3 separate regions of the Mus musculus genome follow, and all the other regions are linked to region 3. A link is a contact called in public HiChIP or PLAC-seq and promoter capture Hi-C data. All regions are on one chromosome and are shown on one strand. Each heading gives the region's core, a stretch centred on a gene start, on an enhancer-like site or on the middle of the called end of the contact. The rest is flanking DNA. Distances are from core to core; before and after follow the strand shown. Region 1 holds the start of 1700026F02Rik (RIKEN cDNA 1700026F02 gene). Region 2 holds the start of Tmem38a (transmembrane protein 38A). Region 3 holds the start of Zfp617 (zinc finger protein 617).

Evidence for each region. HiChIP or PLAC-seq counts read pairs in DNA pulled down with a chosen protein or histone mark. Capture Hi-C pulls out chosen DNA fragments and counts their contacts.
Region 1: an H3K4me3 HiChIP or PLAC-seq map of stem cell-derived neural progenitor cells shows a contact between it and region 3, with 5 times the contacts expected there. The contact joins the promoter of 1700026F02Rik here to the promoter of Zfp617 in region 3. A contact is called at or near these places in 1 of 39 promoter capture datasets (hippocampal neurons) and 2 of 115 datasets of contacts at active chromatin or transcription factors (embryonic stem cells and stem cell-derived neural progenitor cells).
Region 2: a promoter capture Hi-C map of liver shows a contact between it and region 3, with 2.4 times the contacts expected there. The contact joins the promoter of Tmem38a here to the promoter of Zfp617 in region 3. A contact is called at or near these places in 1 of 39 promoter capture datasets (erythroid cells) and 2 of 9 other capture datasets (adipose tissue and liver).

Annotation. Positions count from the first base shown.
Region 1 is chr8:71,024,988-71,028,149 of GRCm38.p6, forward strand. 1700026F02Rik (RIKEN cDNA 1700026F02 gene) reads right to left here and starts at 1,768. Exons shown (of 3, transcript NR_045487.1): 1 at 1,641-1,768.
Region 2 is chr8:72,570,429-72,573,540 of GRCm38.p6, forward strand. Tmem38a (transmembrane protein 38A) reads left to right here and starts at 1,395. Exons shown (of 6, transcript NM_144534.2): 1 at 1,395-1,799. The coding sequence starts at 1,676. It overlaps Smim7 (small integral membrane protein 7), which reads right to left and starts at 620. Exons shown (of 5, transcript NM_172396.3): 1 at 576-620; 2 at 446-487. The coding sequence starts at 601.
Region 3 is chr8:71,921,039-71,924,249 of GRCm38.p6, forward strand. Zfp617 (zinc finger protein 617) reads left to right here and starts at 1,787. Exons shown (of 4, transcript NM_133358.3): 1 at 1,787-1,934. The coding sequence starts at 1,932.

The DNA of each region.
Region 1 (3,162 bases), core at 518-3,017, 900 kb before region 3:
GCCTTCTACTTGGAATCAAAACATGAGCCCTCAACTGTTCTGCCTCCATGCTTTTGCCCCATCACTATAGACTCTTACTCTCAGAAACAGCCCAGTTAATTTCTTTGTTTTATAAATTGCCTTTGACATGGTGTTTTGTTACAGCAGTAGAAAGGCAATTTAGACATTGTGTGTGTGGTATGTGCATCTTCATGTGCTTATACTCGTGGATGCACATCTGGAGGCCAGAGGAGGGAACTGGGATCCTCCTGTATCACTGTTTACTTTATTCCTTCAAAGTGAGGTCTCTCTGTGAACCTAGAGCTTGCATATTTTCTACGAAGTGGGTAGCCAGCAGGCCCCTGCTATCGTCCTCTCCACTTGCCTCAGAGTTGGGGTTACAGGAAAGCATGAGACTAGGTTGAACTTGTTATATGGACCCTGGGAACCAAAGCCAGTTTCTCATGCTTATGCATGAGTGCTCTTATCCACTGAGGCATCTCAATAGTTCCTATGAAAAACCCTCCTCTACAAACATCTCCAGATGCTTATACTCACAACTGGGCTTCTCCCCTAGTACAACATTTTCAAATAAGGGCATAGGAAACCTTCAGCTGTACTTTAAAACTTTATTTTTGAGAATTTCATACATACTTAGAATGAAATATGAACATGTCTACTCCCATTTCTTACCTTCAATTCCCATGTCCCTCCCACTCCTCCATCACAACTTCTTGTCTTTTCCTTTCTTGATAACCCAGGTTGTGCTGTCCATATGTGCTATGCATGGGTGTGGGGTATCCATGGGAGCATGGGAAACCTACCAGTTGCCATGTTCTCAAAAAAGAATGATTGTACCATTGACCTGGGCTGCCCTGAATCTTCTTTTATCAGTGGACCGCAGTCAATGAAGAGATGCATTATTGGCCAAAGCGCTGAGAATCAAAGAGACTGAGGACCCAGGCCTAAATGGGATACCTATATTAACCCACCAGCAACACTACAGGAATGGAGGAGGAAAGAATCTGGAGAAGGGCTGTGAAGGGCTGTCTGAACTCACAGCAGCTGTGGCCACCTGCATAACACACAAGATCAAGTCAGTCAAAACATCTGCATAGATGGGGTGTGTGTATGTGGGCGATTTCCAGGCCCCAACCCTATTGAGAACGTACTGGCAGTGGATAGATACATTTTGTTTTTAAATAAATGCCTCTGGTCCAAGGTTAGTAAGAATTACCTCAGAGGAGACGCTTCTATTCTAAGGCCAACCATAAATATCTGTGGATTTCCCGTTTCCAACGAAGGAACTTACTGTCAGGCCAAACACAGGCACAAGGGGGCAACTTAGTGTTTTAAAGAATATTTTTCTTGAATGCAAAGTCTCTCAGGTATCCTAGCTGCTCAGAGAACTTGTAGCTGGGCTCCAACCCCGTCCCCAGTCCACTCACCATTATACCCAACCCAGCCCTCCCTCAGCTCCGCCCCCAGCTCACCCCACCCTTACTCCTACCTTCAGCTCATCACCCCACCCCCCACCCCGCACAAGACACCCCGGGTGCAGCTGCGCAGAAGCTCCAGTGGGATTGGACTCCAGGGAGCTGAAAGACCGAGAGCCCCTCCCACAACCCCGCCCCATCCACGCCCGCACATCGGCCTCTCACTTGTCTGAGTCCAGGGCTCCTACAATCTCTTAAGAAACTCCTTGGCTCAGGGGTCACAGGGCCAGTGAATCTCAGCCACCTCGGACTCCCGCAGCTGACAGGACAGGGTGTCAGGAAGAAAGGCCAGTAACGTCTGCTTCAACCCCTCGTGCTCCTGTTTGAACAGTTCTGACTGCGCCCATGGTCCTGATTCGCTAATTCTCAGAAACCCAATGGGGAGCCCGGAGCAACGGAATAAGCAACCAGATGATCAGGATCCCAAATGGCACTTCGCAGCAGATTTTCTCAGCAAGGGCTTCCTGTGACCTTAATTACATTTAAATAGAGCTTGTACCTGGCTTTGCAGAGCCAATCTGCTTCTGACCCTGTTTTTGACCCTGGAGAAAAAGAAGGGCTGTCTAGGCCAGGCAAGACGCACAGGGACAGGACAGTGAGAGGATGTCAAGCTTGAGGAGTTTGGCATGAGGCAGTCAGTTGACTTTATGGCCAGCTTTTTGCCAAAATTTTCTGTGAATCTATTCAATTTTAGCAAAGAAAAGGAAGAGAATACTATTATCCAATGCATACAGAAACTGAAGGTATGTGCCACAATTTTCCACAGAGGAAAGGAAAATGGCTCAGTGGGTAACATCCTTGTCTCCACGAGCATGGTAACCTGAGTTAGGATCTCTATGTAAAAAGGATGGAAGCACATGGCTGCTGTCTAAGAACTGGGGAGGTGCTGCTGCTGATGGGTGGTAGGGCTGGACAGAATCTGTGGGGTTTGCTGTCCAGCCCGTCTAGTCCAATGGTGAGCTACAGGTTTAAAGAGAGACCGTGACAACAGAGAGAGAGGGAGAGAGAGAGAGAGAGAGAGAGAGAGAGAGAGAGAGAGAGAGAGAGAGAGAGAGAGAGAGGTATGATATGGCTTCCCTACAGACACAAGTGGGTGCATACAATTGTACACACTTTAACAGCACACACTGAGTAAAATAAACACTTGACTTAACCCAGACATTAGTAAGCTGTAACCAAAGTCAAAGTGACTCTAGACATTTAGAAGGCTGAATAGATTTCCAAACCTGAGAGGCAACAGAACTAAAATAAAGCCTTGGATGCATCACCAGGAAGGATGTAACTTGGAGGTCATCATAGCCATAAGGAAGGGCACAGTGAAACATTGAACTGCTCCATTGATGGCTTTATTTTAAATATGAAGCTGTTATGTGGCTCTTGGGTGCTAGAGAAATGGCCTGAGGGATTTGGGGGGAATTCTAAGCTTCCATGGCTACCTCTGGGAGGCTGAGAGTGGGCAGAGAGAATAACAAAAAATGTCCGGGAAAGTCTTACAAGCCAGAACAGACTGAAGGTTAGGGGAGAGAAGAGCCAAGACTCTAGCCTAGCTGTGGACCAATTTCACAGGATTTCGAGAAAGGTTGAGTGTAAGCTTTTCCCTATCTGCTAGCAATCCTCCTGAGTTCAGCATGAGCTTAGCCCAGACTGTCATTTAGGATACTGTCAATGGCACTGCCATTTGGGGGGA
Region 2 (3,112 bases), core at 145-2,644, 650 kb after region 3:
TTCGAGGCCAACCTGGTCTACAGAGTGAGTTCCAGGATAGCCAGGGCTACACAGAGAAACCCTGTCTCGAAAAACCAAAAAAAAAAAAAAAAAAAAAAAAAAGAATGAGTGTGCCATCCCGCAGCAGTTGTGTGGAGATCAAAAGGACAATCAACAGGATTTCTACCATGGGGGATCCGGGAATCGGACTCAAGTAGTCAGGCTTGGCAGCAAGCGCCTCTGCCCGCTGAGCCGTTCCCTGGTCTAGAGAGTACAGATTTAAAGATCCTGGAGTGATACAGAACTGTCAGAGCCTGGTGAAGCAGCGCGGAGGCGTGGCTAGAGGTAGGATTAGTGGGGCGTGGAGCATGCACAGGGCGGGACTGGCGGTGACCAAGGGTGTGGGCGGGGACTGGCTGTGGGAGGGCCTGGCTGTCTGGGACACCGCCTGTCGCGGCCTACTCACAGTTTAAAGTTGAGCACAGCCCCGGCGTTCATCAGTAGCGTCCTGCGGAGGGACAGTAACGGTCAGTAAGGGTCACCCCCACCCCTCTGACTGCCACTCTCCGACCTCTAACACCCCTCATTCATATTACCCGAACAGCAGTATGTCTCCGATCATCCTTACACCCAAGGCGTCCGTCAAACCGGAAACGGAAGCCGTGATGAGGGGCGGAAAGTGGAACGAGAACTGACCAATTCTGAATCAGCATTGGTTGGGTTCGACTGAGGATGTAGCATGATGTCACCTACAGGGCGGAGCTTGGGGTGCGCGCGCGCATGCTCAGTGTTACGTGCCACAGCTGGTCCCTGCTGTTGATGCCGCTCGGGGGTTGGTTGGGCTATGGATTCCGGGCTACAGAAATTGCGCCCTTGACCCTTGAGCCGCCCGTGAACGGCTTGGATATGGATATGGGCGCGGCAGATGCCTGAACTCCAAAAGGACTCCACTTGGGTCCCCACGGAGAACTGCGATCCCGGCTCAGAGTGCATAGAGTCAGGATGACCTCCTGCCTGAGTTGTACCTCCCACGGACCTCCCAGGTCTGACTCGAGTAACCCCACGGAGAATGAGAGTCCTGACCGGACAGACTTACAGAACATAAGGCCTGGATTAAGGTCTACAGAGGATGGATCTTAACTTGTGGGGCCTCCTGAAGCGGGAGGGTCCTAACTTAGTGGATCCAGTCTGGGCTGGGGTCCACAAAGAGGAGGGTTCTGACTTGTGGAGCCTTTTAGAGAGACAAAACCAAACAGAACGTGAGGGTTTGGTTGAGGTCCCCTTGTGGGAGGCGGGGTTCTGACTTTGGATCCTCAGGAATGAAACATGATATTCTTGGCTGAGATCTTCCGAGGGCGCGGGTTTTGAGGGAAATAGGGGTCCTGAATTGGTTAGTCCCATGGAAAAGGGACAGGATTCTAACTACGCAGATGTTTAAGGACAAGATTCCCTCTTGTGTGTGCTGGATGCAGGGGACAGATCGCCTTTTTGGCTCTGTTGAACGAGTTCTGACGTCCCTACGGCCCCGCATTTTGGGCTCCCGGCTGCTAGGAGTCCCCCACCACCCCTCCTCTCCCGAGGGGTGGGGGCAGGCGGGGGGCGGTGCCTGGCAGTGGGGCGGGCTCAGTGGCGAGGGAGCATTCGTCGGGCAGCGGGGCGCGGGACGCACGGGGCCGGGGAGGCGCCCTCCATCGCCATGGACCTGATGTCAGCGCTGAGCCTGGGCGAGCTAGCGCTCAGCTTCTCGCGGGTGCCGCTCTTCCCTGTTTTCGACCTCAGCTACTTCATCGTCTCCATCATCTACCTGAAGTATGAGCCAGGTGAGTCGAGGATTGTAGGAGTTACCAGGAGGGAGGTTGCCCCTAGCTTGATGATGGAGACGAAAGGAGGAGACAGGCTAGATCCTGGAGCTGGATGGGGGAGGAGGCAGAGGCTGAGATCGTGGAGTGCTCCCACGCTCGCGCAGGTGGAGGAGCGAACCCTGGGGACAGAGGCGCTGTGGAAAGGAGGCTGCAAATGAGGTGGGAGGGAAGAAAAGGAGCGCTCTTGTTTACGGTTAGGAGGACAGGTGCTGCGGGGTTGGGGTTGAGGGCGGGGGCAACGAAAAGGCCAGAGTCAGGTTAGAGCAAGGATTCCTGAACTTAATCTTGGGCAAGGGGGATTGATGGTGGCGAAGGTTCCAAATCAAGGATCGGACCTGCCTGGGCGAGGGTCAGATGTTCTGGACGTCAGCTGCCATGACCTCCCTTAACGCCCTTGAATTGACTGCCTGGTGACTATATAAGGACTGGCCATGCTGGGTGCTGCGATCAGGTTCGGGGGAAAGTGACACCCATGTCCCCTCTGTACTGCATCTTTTGGCATCTTCTTCCCTCCCTTCTCACATGCCAGCTGGGCCAGCTCGGGCCTGGGATCCTTCCCACTTATGGAGCCTAAACCGTTCCAGGACAGGGCAACTTTGGGTCAGCTTCCTTTCAAGAGTCAGAGGAGGATAGACCCTACTTCTTTGATTAAAAAAAAAAAAAGTTAATTACTTTTACTTATCTCTGTGTTGTGGGTATGTGTGGAGGTCAGAGGACAGTTTACGGGGGTCACTGGTCAAACTCTGGTGGTCAAATTCATAGACAAGCTCCTTTACCAGCAGAGTCATCTTGCTGCTACCGCACCCCTCCTCCAAATCTGCTTTAATGAGGACAAATGTAGCTCGCCTCTAACCCCAGAACGTAGAACGTAGAGAAAGGAGGAAAGCAAGTTAATTCCAGGACAGCCAGGGCTATTGATGAGTTCTTGTCCAGTGTGACTACAGACCATCTCAAAAACAAACATAAATAAGTGACTACATAAATGAATAAATAAATAAATAAATGCCTCCCTGGAGCGTTCTATTTTTATTACAAGTTCAGTGTAAGCAAATGTGTCGTGTTTGTCTTCTGTAGTTTTAGTTATTCTACTGAACCTTCAAATTTGAAGGACAGGGTAATTTCCTTCCAGGGAAGTTAAGACCCTTCTGTGGGTGGGTATGTAAATTAATTACTTTTGGGGTGACAAAACCAGACTCCTATGTTTGCTTAGGGATGGGGTGGTGCTTCAAGATGGCCCACAGGTGGAAGGAAAAAAAAATCAAGTTTAAAAA
Region 3 (3,211 bases), core at 537-3,036:
GAGAAACAATACAGCCAAAGAAATCTAGAAGCGTCCAGACTGAACCGGACCATGAGAGGAGAGGTTGCCGAAAGCAGGGGAGGAGAGAATGGGGAAAGAGGACCAAGAGAGATCCAGGAAATAAAAGATAACAGGATCAGAGGCTGGGGGAAAGGAAGCCCAGCCTCAGGCAGTGGAGGTTTAGGGTAGGGAGTAAGGTGAGAAGTGCTGGGAGAGTTGACCAGAGGCTGCTTTATCTATTAATAGGCACCTCAGCCATTTGTCCAGGGATTCTGTGAGATCCAACAGCCCTCAAGGTGGGCCAAAGTGGCTGGTTTTTACCAGCCTGCTCCTTTAGGCCCAATCTCGTAACTTTTATGCAGCCCTCACTTGGACAGAGTTAAGCAGTGTGTTGTGCTGTGACAGTTCTCAATAGTACCTGGCTCGTCCTTGCTCCCGTTCAGGTACACTATGCTGAAACATATCAAGTGATATGAAAGTTCCTGCCCCCTAAAAGGTAATTTTTTAAAAAATCAGACCTTTTTATTTGTTCTGGGGAGTAGTCTGAGACACCTTAGGAAGATAGATAGCTCTGGGATTTGGTCCAGACAATGAAAGCTGTATCTCAGGCTCTTCTGCTCTCCCCTCCCCTTCTCAAGGTTAGTCTGTCCACCTCTGCCTGCCCCTCATCTCCTCTACCTCCTTCCCCACATCACCTCCTCCCAGACCCGCCTGCCAGGCTTCGAATGGAAGCCTGCCCCTTCTTTTTTTTTTTTTTTTTTTTTCTCGAGACAAGGTTTCCCTGTATAGCTCTGGCTGTCCTGGAACTCACTTTGTAGACCAGTCTGGCCTCGAACTCAGAAATCTGCCTGCCTCTGCCTCCCAAGTGCTGGAATTAAAGGCGTGCACCACCACGCCTGGCCCCCTGCCCCTTCTTTTAAGGCCTTTTTTGTTGGTTGGTTGGTTGGTTGGTTGGTTTTTTGTTGTTGTTGTTGTTGTTGGTTTTTTCGAGACGGGGTTTCTCTGTATAGCCCTGGCTGTCCTGGAACTCACTTTGTAGACCAGGCTGGCCTCGAACTTAGAAATCCGCCTGCCTCTGCCCCCCCCCCCCGAGTTCTGGGACTAAAGGTGTGCACCACCACACCCGGCTTAAGGCCCTATTTTTAGAGCTGCATAAATTGTACTGTTTCTGTCTAATGTCACTTCCACCTACAGGGCTGAGCATGGCTTGAGGCACTTTATAATAAACCTCATTTCTAAAAAGAATGTCCTTTGTGGAAGAGCTGCTGAAGCTTTTTTTTAATTGCTGGAAAGTACAGTTTTTTTAATGTTGTCATTAGCGTGTATTAATTACACGAAAAGTTTCAATATAACATTTTCATTCATGTATCTTGTTTATATTCATACACACACAGACCTTTACCTGCTCTTGTCCCTCTCGAATTCTTTCATCTTTTATGTCTTTGTGTGTCCCAATGAATCTCATTAGTGTTGTTGACAGGAGAGGGAGTGGTTGTGTCAGTAAGAGGGAGAATAAATTTATTCTGTCACTTAGGCTTCGGAGACTGGATCTGTGGGCCCAGCAATAAGGGCCAAAGGAGCGGCAGGTAGGGTGCCGAGAGGCAGCGCCTTGTCCGCCATCTCCCTTCCGGGCGGTTCTCAGTAACCAACTGTGGGAGTCCCGGACGGTTTAGCGTCCTTGGCTGTATGACGCCATACCCTAGGAAAGGTCGGGAGGTCCGCCGGAAACTCCCGGTACAGACACCAGTGTGTGAGCTGGCCAATCAGCAGCGCCGGCGGGAGGAGCGGAAGTTCCTCACCCGCCATCTTTCTTGCTGGCGCTTCCCTCCTCACAGCTCTCAGCTGAGGAAGTCCAAGTTGCTGAGCCTCCGCGGCCGTGTGAGTGCCTGTTCCGGAGCCTCTGTGGAGCCGCGGCAGGCCTGGGCACAGACATGGTGAGCCAGGCGAGTGGCGGGGCTGTGCGCGGCGCCCTTGGTCCCGGGCGGCGGGATCCCGGTGCTGCGCCGGGGGACGAAGGGCGGCTGCGCACTGTCGCCTGCGGCTCCAGAAAAGCTGCTTTTCCCCTTAGGGAAAGTCAGTCGAAAGCGGGATTCCGAGGCTGGATGATGTGGAGCCGAGCTGGAAGTTTAGGAGACAATTCTTGCGAGTGAGAATTTACGCCCCGCCATGCACGGAGGCCAGGGGAGGTCACCCGGTGTCCTGCTTTGTCACGGCCCGCCTTATTCCTGTGAGACAGGGTTTCTTACTGAACCTGTGGCTAGGCTGCCTGCTAGCAAGCTCCAGCGATCCTCCGGGCTCTGTCCCCATGCCTGGCATTTACTTGGGTGTTTTTTATTTGAACTCGGGTTCTCACCCTTGCTCAGCGAGCACTCTTACACACCGAGTTATCTCTCCAGGCCCGAGAAACATGTCTAATATAGATCTTAAGCGCAGAGATTAATGGAAGTGAACCTGGGAAAACTGAGACATACCGAGATGTGAGGGAACTTCTCAGGGGACAGTCACAGTTCTTTTCCATGGGTACATGCGGCTCCCGCATTTAGGATTGTAATATCCTCTTGGTAGATTATCCCTTTATAGAGTATGACGAGACTATCTTTATCCCTTCTGACTTAAGGTCGGAGGAAGAACTTTTCAATTTTCGTCATCTCTGTGAGTATGGTACTTGAGGGTTTTCAAGTTTATCTTTTACTCTTGGGTTAAATACTGCTCTTACCTCTGCTCCTTTTTCCAGTAATAAAAGTTTTTTTGGAAACGACTGGACTTTAAGTCGTGGTCAAGTTCAAATCATAGTGAATTGCAAACGTATCGGTTTCTTTGTTTTGGATTTTTTTTGTTGTTTTGCTTTGTTGTTTGTTTGTTTTTGTTTTGTTTGAGACTAGATCTTACATATCCTAGGCTGTTGATAAACTTAGTTTACAGCCAAGCTTGACTTTGAGTTTCTGATAGTCTTATGACTACCTTCCAAGTGCTGGGATTCTATGAGCACATCACTAGCTCCTGGTTTTGCAGCTCTGAAATTTAAACCCAGGGCCTCATGCATTCTAGACAAGTATCTACCGTATACCAACTGAGCTACAGTCTCAACTCTATATCAAATTTTATTCCTGAGTAACTTTTCTGTGATCAGCACTTAATATTATTTAATTGACTGAACTTTGTCCTCATGGTATATAGTGGGATCCACTTAGTATTTATTTGACTATTAATT